Regions from separate parts of the Hordeum vulgare genome. Here region 2 is linked to region 1. Evidence: chromatin contacts called from public Hi-C data. All regions are on one chromosome and are shown on one strand. Each heading gives the region's core, a stretch centred on a gene start, on an enhancer-like site or on the middle of the called end of the contact. The rest is flanking DNA. Distances are from core to core; before and after follow the strand shown.

Evidence for each region. Hi-C and Micro-C count contacts between places; a contact is called where the count stands out from the background.
Region 2: a contact with region 1 is called in a Hi-C map of leaf, with 3 times the contacts expected there. The contact joins the enhancer-like site here to the promoter of LOC123449733 in region 1. A contact is called at or near these places in 2 of 6 Hi-C or Micro-C datasets (leaf and seedling) and 1 of 1 datasets of contacts at active chromatin or transcription factors (embryo).

What each region holds. Positions count from the first base shown.
Region 1 is chr4H:583,447,125-583,450,845 of MorexV3_pseudomolecules_assembly, reverse strand. LOC123449733 (probable protein phosphatase 2C 28) reads left to right here and starts at 1,924. Exons shown (of 5, transcript XM_045127054.1): 1 at 1,924-1,997; 2 at 2,735-3,109; 3 at 3,617-3,721. The coding sequence starts at 2,788. It overlaps LOC123449735 (a long non-coding RNA gene), which reads right to left and starts at 1,948. Exons shown (of 2, transcript XR_006632044.1): 1 at 1,900-1,948; 2 at 714-1,096.
Region 2 is chr4H:583,577,701-583,581,719 of MorexV3_pseudomolecules_assembly, reverse strand. No RefSeq gene overlaps it. Among protein-coding and RNA genes, the nearest start is that of LOC123449733, 130 kb to the right of the region's middle. Within about 2 kb of position 1,484, at least 1 of the 3 cell types and tissues checked has open chromatin away from gene starts, as enhancers often do. A contact at or near this core is called in leaf, where this site is marked.

The sequences.
Region 1 (3,721 bases), core at 675-3,174:
GCTTTAAACAAGCGGCGACCGATCGGGTAGGTTGGGATCCCAACAATATGTGTCATGTCAATGACAGAAACGACCATTTTAAGGAAAGTATGAAAATATGTGCTTTACACAAGTGTCGACCGATCAAGTAGGTTGTAATCGACAAAATCATGTGTCACAACGACGACAGAAACAACCATTTTGAAGGGAAACAAATTACGTGTCTGAAACAAGTGGCGACCAATCAAGTAGTTCGTGATTGACAAAAATACCGATAGTCGATGCAACCATTTAAAGAAAAATGGTACATGCATCATACAAGCGGTCTGTTTAAGTAGGTCGGGGTCGACTCTCGATCCTTAGAAAAATCCCTAATAAAAAGAAAAAAAATCCTAATAGAAAAAGAGAAAATGGAAGCGAATGGAATAAGTAATCACGCAGTTGGTGTTACCGTAGAGCGCTCGACTAATAATTTTAAGGCAACTTAGGCTTTGTTTGGAACTATCATAAATTATGATAATCTGAATTATGAAGATAGATTATATAATCGAGTTTATAAAAATAATCTAGGTCGACATGTATAAAGGCCAGATTATATAAACTGTAGTCCAAGTTTTTACATTGCATAATAACCTGTGTGTCCTGTGAGCGCGCTGAGGAGAAAAAAAAGAGAAGGGTGGCAGTGACAGAAATTAGTAATTATCTTCAATTTTACAAGGATAATGTATCATTAGTAATTCATAATCTGGTTTTATTTCGGATAGAGTAGATTGTAAGTTTTTAATAATTTGTCCATCTAGTATTTATAATTTACAATATAACATGTCCTGAAGACAACATAAATTATAAAAAGGTTCCAAACAGGACCTTATAGATAGATGACACATTTGCAAATTATTCTGATCATCTTTTGCATGGGAACAAAAAAAAAAGCGAAGGAAACAGGGACAACACAAGCTGGGGCACATCCTGGTTCACACCCCACAAACGCCGTTGCCAGCTATGTGCCCTGTAAACTTGCAGCATGGAGGCCCATGGTTGTTAATTAACCAGGTCTTGGTCATTATTTCCCTCTCTCAAATGGCACTTCAAGTTCCCTTAGAAAAAAGCACTTCATCTGTGATGAAATAGTATCATGGTGAACGAAATGTTTTGTCCATGATAATGAAGAAAATAAGGATGAGGAAAAAAAAAGTACTGATCTGACTAGGTGCATGCATGTGAGTGAGTGAGGGGTGGCCTTTTTCCAGGCTAGATTTGATGAGTTTGCAGCACATATGCACCCCTTTGACCTTCTCCCCATGGAAACATGCATCCCTACCTCTCTCTCTTTTCTTCTTTTTTGCTTTTAAACTGGTACTATCAAAGATTCCATCTCTCATGTGTGTGAACTAGACTAGGATTATGGAATCAAAGGCTGATCGGTTCAATTCAAGGGCCGGGAGATCATTACTAGACCAGAAGCAAACCACCATTAACAAACAAACAACAGTAAAGAAAAAGGGATTTCGAAAACGGTGGAGCTGTTTCAGTGCCAAACATTTAACAAGGGTGTAGTAATAATTAAACTAGATTACCGTCCTTTTCATTCATATATACTCCCTTTGGGCCGAATTAACCGTCGCAGAAGTGAAAATTGATAGAGATGAATGGATCCAGAATAAAAATACGTCTAGATACATTTATTTTTATGATAAATTCTGACAGATTATGTGGATGACCAAGTTAATAACACGGGGAGATAGTAGTCGTACTCCTATTAATCATACCGATGAGGATTAAACTAGATGGCCATCCTTTTCTGCAAACAGAGATAAGCACCACAACTACTATAAAAAGATGCTCTCTTTCTTTTCAGTTTTCACCCATGGCAGGCAGGCGAGGTGAGGAGAGAGCGAGGAAGAAGGGGAACTGACTGACCTGGCTCGAGGTCGAGGGAGCACGCATAGCCCTGCACCTGCAGCAGCAGTAGCAGTCCACACCACCACAACCAGTCAGTCACACAAGAATCAGGATTGGTAGGAGCCCATCCTCTGCCTTGCTGGCCCTGACCTCCCTCCCGTCCCGTCCCCCCCTCCCCGCTCTTCTTTTAATGGCTTCTTTGTCCCCTCGCCTTCCTGCCTCCGCTCGCTCACCTGGGTCTCGGCAGTAGTCGTAGCAATAGCAGTAGCAGTAGGCTGGGCCGCTGGGGTTGGGTGCGGCTTCCACCACTGCCTCTGAGCTGTTCCTTCTTCCAGCGAGTGTTCAAAGATTGGGGGCGTAGCTAGCTAGCTAGCCACCGGGAGAAAAGTAAAGTAAAGTAAAGTAAAGCAGCAGGACTGCGGCGAGGAGGCCGGCGAGGGAATTTCTCTTTTTGTCAAGCTCCTTCCTTGCTCGGTTGGTTGGCTGGCTGGCTGATTCTCTTTGATCCCGGACCGCGGCCGCCAGTCCAGTCCAGCCAGTCCTCGCTGTTCGTGCGACGGAGCTCGTGCCCGTCCGCGCCAGATCTGAGAGTCACCTCGCCGGTGGTAGATTCCAAGAATCCGAGCACGAACTCGGCGGCGAGTTCTTGGACGGAGAGAGAGAGAGGGGGGGGGGGGAAAAGGTGAGAGATGCCTTGTATCTTTCTCTCGATCTGGTTCCGCGCTCTGCGCTGGCTGATTAGGGATGGCGGGATTGATGCGGTTTCTTGGCTGATTGATTGATCCTTGGCCGCGATCCAGCTGCCGGCGAAGAACTTGATCTGACCCGTACTGACGATTCTGTTTGGTTGCAGGCGCGGAGGGCGGCGGTGGGCATGCCGTCGAGGAGCTGCGGGGAGAGGGCGTGATGGCGGCGGTGATGGACTACTTCAGGTCGTGCTGGGGCGCGCGGTCCCGGTCCGGACGGCGGGGCAAGAAGGGCTCGGACGCCGCCGGCCGGCAGGACGGGCTGCTGTGGTACAAGGACGCCGGGCAGGCGGCCACAGGCGAGTTCTCCATGGCGGTGGTGCAGGCCAACAACCTGCTGGAGGACCAGAGCCAGGTGGAGTCCGGCTCGCTCTCCATGGCCGACCCCGGCCCGCAGGGCACCTTCGTCGGCGTCTATGATGGCCATGGCGGCCCGGAGACCTCCCGCTTCATCAATGACAACATGTTCCACCATCTCAGAAGTAAGCTCCATCTCAAATCCCCATCTCCTAATTTCTGCAAAAAAAAGAGAGAGAAGGAAAGCAAGAGAATCTGCTGCTGATTATCCCCTTCCTTTTAAGTTTGGGAGGCGCCACTGATGATGATATCATCAAATGCCAACTATTGGTGTGTCAGTATGATGTTCTGCGTTGCATTTTTTGTGAGGATGATTGTGATAATTTTCCTCATAAAAAAAGTAAGTTGTGATAGTTTGCTACTCATTGCTGTGACAGAAGAAGATGAACAAAATATTGCAGGTTCAGTAGACTTATTTCTAAGCTTGGATCACACATGGGGTGGTCACCGGCAGTGAGCTAGTATAATATTTCAGGAAGAATAGATTCATCTCTTCTAGTAGTTGCTTATGTCTTCTGTTGATGGTGACATTGTTCTGTTACTCATTGGTTTTCTGTTTCTGGCGGCTGTTTCTTACTTATTGTTAGCCTTGTTAGTGTCAGTGTATGATAAACAAAACAATCTCCTTTCAGGATTTGCAACCGAGCACAAGTGCATGTCGGCCGATGTGATCCGGAAAGCCTTCCAAGCAACCGAGGACGGCTTCCTTTCCGTAGTCAGCAAGGAATGGTCTGTGA
Region 2 (4,019 bases), core at 235-2,734, 130 kb before region 1:
TTTCACACGTTTAAGGAGGATATAGGGGGTCCGACTGTACAGCCGAAACTTGAAAAATGCGAGCGCGTCTGCGAGGAGTGACCGGTCATGCTTGAAATAAACACTACTGCAATCGGACACCTCATAGTAGATTATCAAATCCATACAAAACCATGCAAACATAAAAACCTACGAACTATGTACAAACTAACCACTCCTTGCCGGAGATTTGAAAAGCTTCGTGCCCTCCGGCGGATAAAAGTGCGGCAGTTGCAGCTCCGCCCCCTCTGGCGCCTCCGGCTGCTCTCTTGCAGCTTCCTCCGCTGCTATCTCAACGTCGAGCTCATCAAAGAGGGCGTCGGCCTTCGCCTACCTCTGTCGGATGAGCCGGCGGCTGGCCTCCATCTCGGCCTCATCCCGGATGGAATCCAGGATGGCTTGGTGCATGCTCCGCCATTTTCTCGTCTTGGGCAGCGGCGAACTCCGCCTCCGCCTTCGCCATGTTCAAGCCCGGAGCATGGATATCCACCTCGTCCTCCTCTGGCTCTTCATCCATCAACTTCGGCGGCTCCTCCTCCTCCACCATCTCCGGCGAGTCCGGAAGAAGACCTGCAACGATGTGGACGGCGCGTCGAGCTTGGATCTCTGCCACGATCTGCATTCAGCGCACTGGCATGAGCATAGCGTAGGTGGTGATCCTACGGCAAACCATACTGATGCCGCAGAGCGGAGGAAAGGAAGCGGATGGGTTCGGGTGGCGCCAAAGGGAGGAAGGATGTCGATGTGCTAGTGCTAGGGGACACTGGTCGGCTTAAATAGTCGGCTATGGCCTCGGGCAGCGAGCCGGAGCGGCACCACACGTCGTTCACACCGCGACGACAGTTGAGGCGTCCGTCGGACCATCGGATTTTTAGACGAGTCCGTGTTTGGGCCTGCTGTCAGGCCGACGTGACGGGCGCGCCTGATTCCTCATATCCGCACCATATTTAGGTTAAATATGAGGGATGTCGATGAGGCTGGGCGTTTGAGGTCCGTTTGGGAGACCCGGTTGAGTCATTTTTTTATGACCGGCGAGTGACCAGACGGCCTGTTCGGGGATTTAAGACGGGTTACGAGCTAACTAGTTCGGATGTAGATGTTCGGATGTAGATGTTCGGATGTAGATGTTCTAAGTGGCTCACGAGCTAACTAGTTTTCTTTCCAAAATGAAAATCATTGTATCTTGGTGAATGCACCTCGAGACTGCCTAGTTTAGAAGGTCATGAACGATGTAATTGTGGTTTATAAACTAATAAAGCTAGCCCGTGATTGTCCTCTCTTTAAGAAAGGAAAATAAGTTATACACCCCCTACTTGTTTTGCTGTATGAGCCAATCGTCAAAAAATAGAGTATAGTTTGCTGTCGGCATCCACATCTTCTTTTTTGCTGAACTGAACCTTGTAGGCAGAGTGTAAGAAGAACAAACCTACGGATGGGAATGGCTTGTCAGTCGGGATCACATCTTCCTTTTGCTGAAGTGAGTGATGTGGCTCCCATCAATTACTTGTACGGCGTGAACGAGTCCTTGCACGACACGTAGGAGCACGTGCGAAATTGGAGATCAACGATCCTGGACCTTTTTCTTGACAAATCAGATCAGTAATTAACAGCTAGCGGTTGCCGGGCCGATCAGGTCGCCTAGGCGTGGCTCCTCCGTAATTGGCACAATTAGGCATGATCAACCAATTGAAGAACTTGCACTTCCAAAGCGTCCAATTCTTTCAAATCGTGTCGTTGAAGCTTGTTGCTGTGGTACAACAAAAATGTTCTTTGTATGTCAAAGGCGCTAAACAGTGTCATGAAGCTGTAAGCTTCCAGATAATGATGTCGCGTCAATCGTCTTGAAGATGCGGGAGATTTGATAATAACCCCCAGATCGCTAAAACCCCACATGTCAATGACACATCAAAGGGGTCTGTGAGCAAGGATCGGCCAACAAAGAGGGTTATCATCAATTATCCCTGAAGATGCACCTACGCCAACACAGTCCAAAGCATGATGAATTCCTGGTCGTGTGCCACCGTGAGGTCATTTGACAACTGAATTTGATCCACTCAAGCACCATTCTAGAGGGCCTTCCTAACACACCACCTCTTGTATCTAGATATGTCAAAGATTTAATGGTGCGACGTGCTTAGACCTTAGCCCGTTTAGCCAAGCCGACTCCCCGAAACTCGCGTTGATCTCGTCCCCTTTCATGAACTTTGTAAGGCCATGAAATAAGTCCATATCCTACTCGTCGCATGTGTTTTAGTCTTCCAGGTGTCAAGCCAAGTCCTCTCTGGCGCCAACCACTCAAGCCATGACCATTCTAGGTGAAGGGCGCGAGCAAACTTTGCCAGATGTAGCATCCCAGGGCCGTCAAGGTTCATAGGTACACGGACGTCCAATTAATTGGGCAACTTTATCGGAGCCGTTCAAAGAACCACCCCCCCCCCCTTCCCTCAACTGGAATGACGAGCGTCGTGACGTGGTAGATGAGTTTATCAACGGGCAGTGCTCTGCGCCGGCGCGCCGCACGATCCACCATCCCCGCGCGTCCGCACTGTTGGATCTTCATGCAACATTTTTCCCTGATGCAGCAAAATTTCGATGCGATGCAACAATTTTTTGAACGGTTGCAACAAAAATAAAATTTATAGCAAAAAGAATATCTACGTGATCGTAGCAAAAGAAGAAGTTGATGATGCGTGGTAGCAAAAGTCAAACGCCGGTTGTAACAAATATTTACGTGACGTGACTGCAATTTTTTTAGCGAACGGTTGCAGCAAAAAATTATGTCGGTTGTAGCAAAAATTAACACAGTTGTAGCAAAAGTAAAAAACATCGATTGTAACGAAAAATCCGACGAACTGAAGTTGCAACCAAACGTATATGCAACTTTTTTACTGAACAAATGGAGCAAAAAAATAACGCTTACAACAAATATGACACTGATTGCAATAATTTAAACGAAAAAAATATTACATGCCTAGTCAACGGGCGCGCGGTCGTGTGCGGCCGGCCGAACGGTTCGGCCGACGCACCGGCCAAAAACGTTTCCGTTTACCAATTACCAAGGCATTTCTGTCTGCTATCATGCAATGTTTGCCCTGCCAAGGGGTAATTTGCCGGCGACTTGGTCCTTCAGGTGTTGCAAGTGGATCTGTTTTATCCGCTTAACAACACTATAGCCGGACTTAGCAAATGTGATCCCCTAAACGTTCGCAGACCCGTTCAGTCGATGATCGACCGTGTCCCTTATTTGTCCATCCACACATGCACACTCCTCATTTTCTTTCTTATATGTTCGCTCATTTGCACATGATTGAGGAAGAGAAAAAAATTTCATATATCTTTTTGAAATTTTCTGATATTTTATTTAATGCTATTTATATATGGGTGTATAGCAAAAGAGCCTGTACGTTGCAACGGAAGAGAAAATAACACACGCTCTGAACGTAATATATTTTCACATGGCATCACATTTGTGTTGCCGACGATGGCCTTAGTGCTCACACAACGAAAACGCGTTTGAATGTATAATCACTCGAAATAAGATGAGAAACATGTTGTTTCTCCTCACAAGGTTTTCCAAAGATGTGCATGTCTAGTTAACAATGTTTTTTTCCTCTCAATTTGGTTTTAATTTAATGGATGTTTATTGCAATTCGTATCGTCGTCGGAAATAGAGAAAAAAAGGACCGTGCACTACAGATTAAGTTTGCACCAAAAATAATATTTAAGAAGTATTCAACAGCTAAAAATAACATCCTATTTAGATTCTACAAAAAAAATTTAATCAAATTTCATATATAACATGTTAAAATCGGAGTTACGGTTTAAAAGATATGTATAATTTTGTTTTAGATAGAATGTGGATTGTTTAACTGAAAAGTTAGGTTTTTTTTTGTTAAAACGAAAAAAAAGGTTTCGGCTGACTTAAATTCGGATTGTGGGTTGATTACCTCAAACATGAGGGGCTTTTTTGAAAAATACAAAAAACGATTCGTTTTCTGACT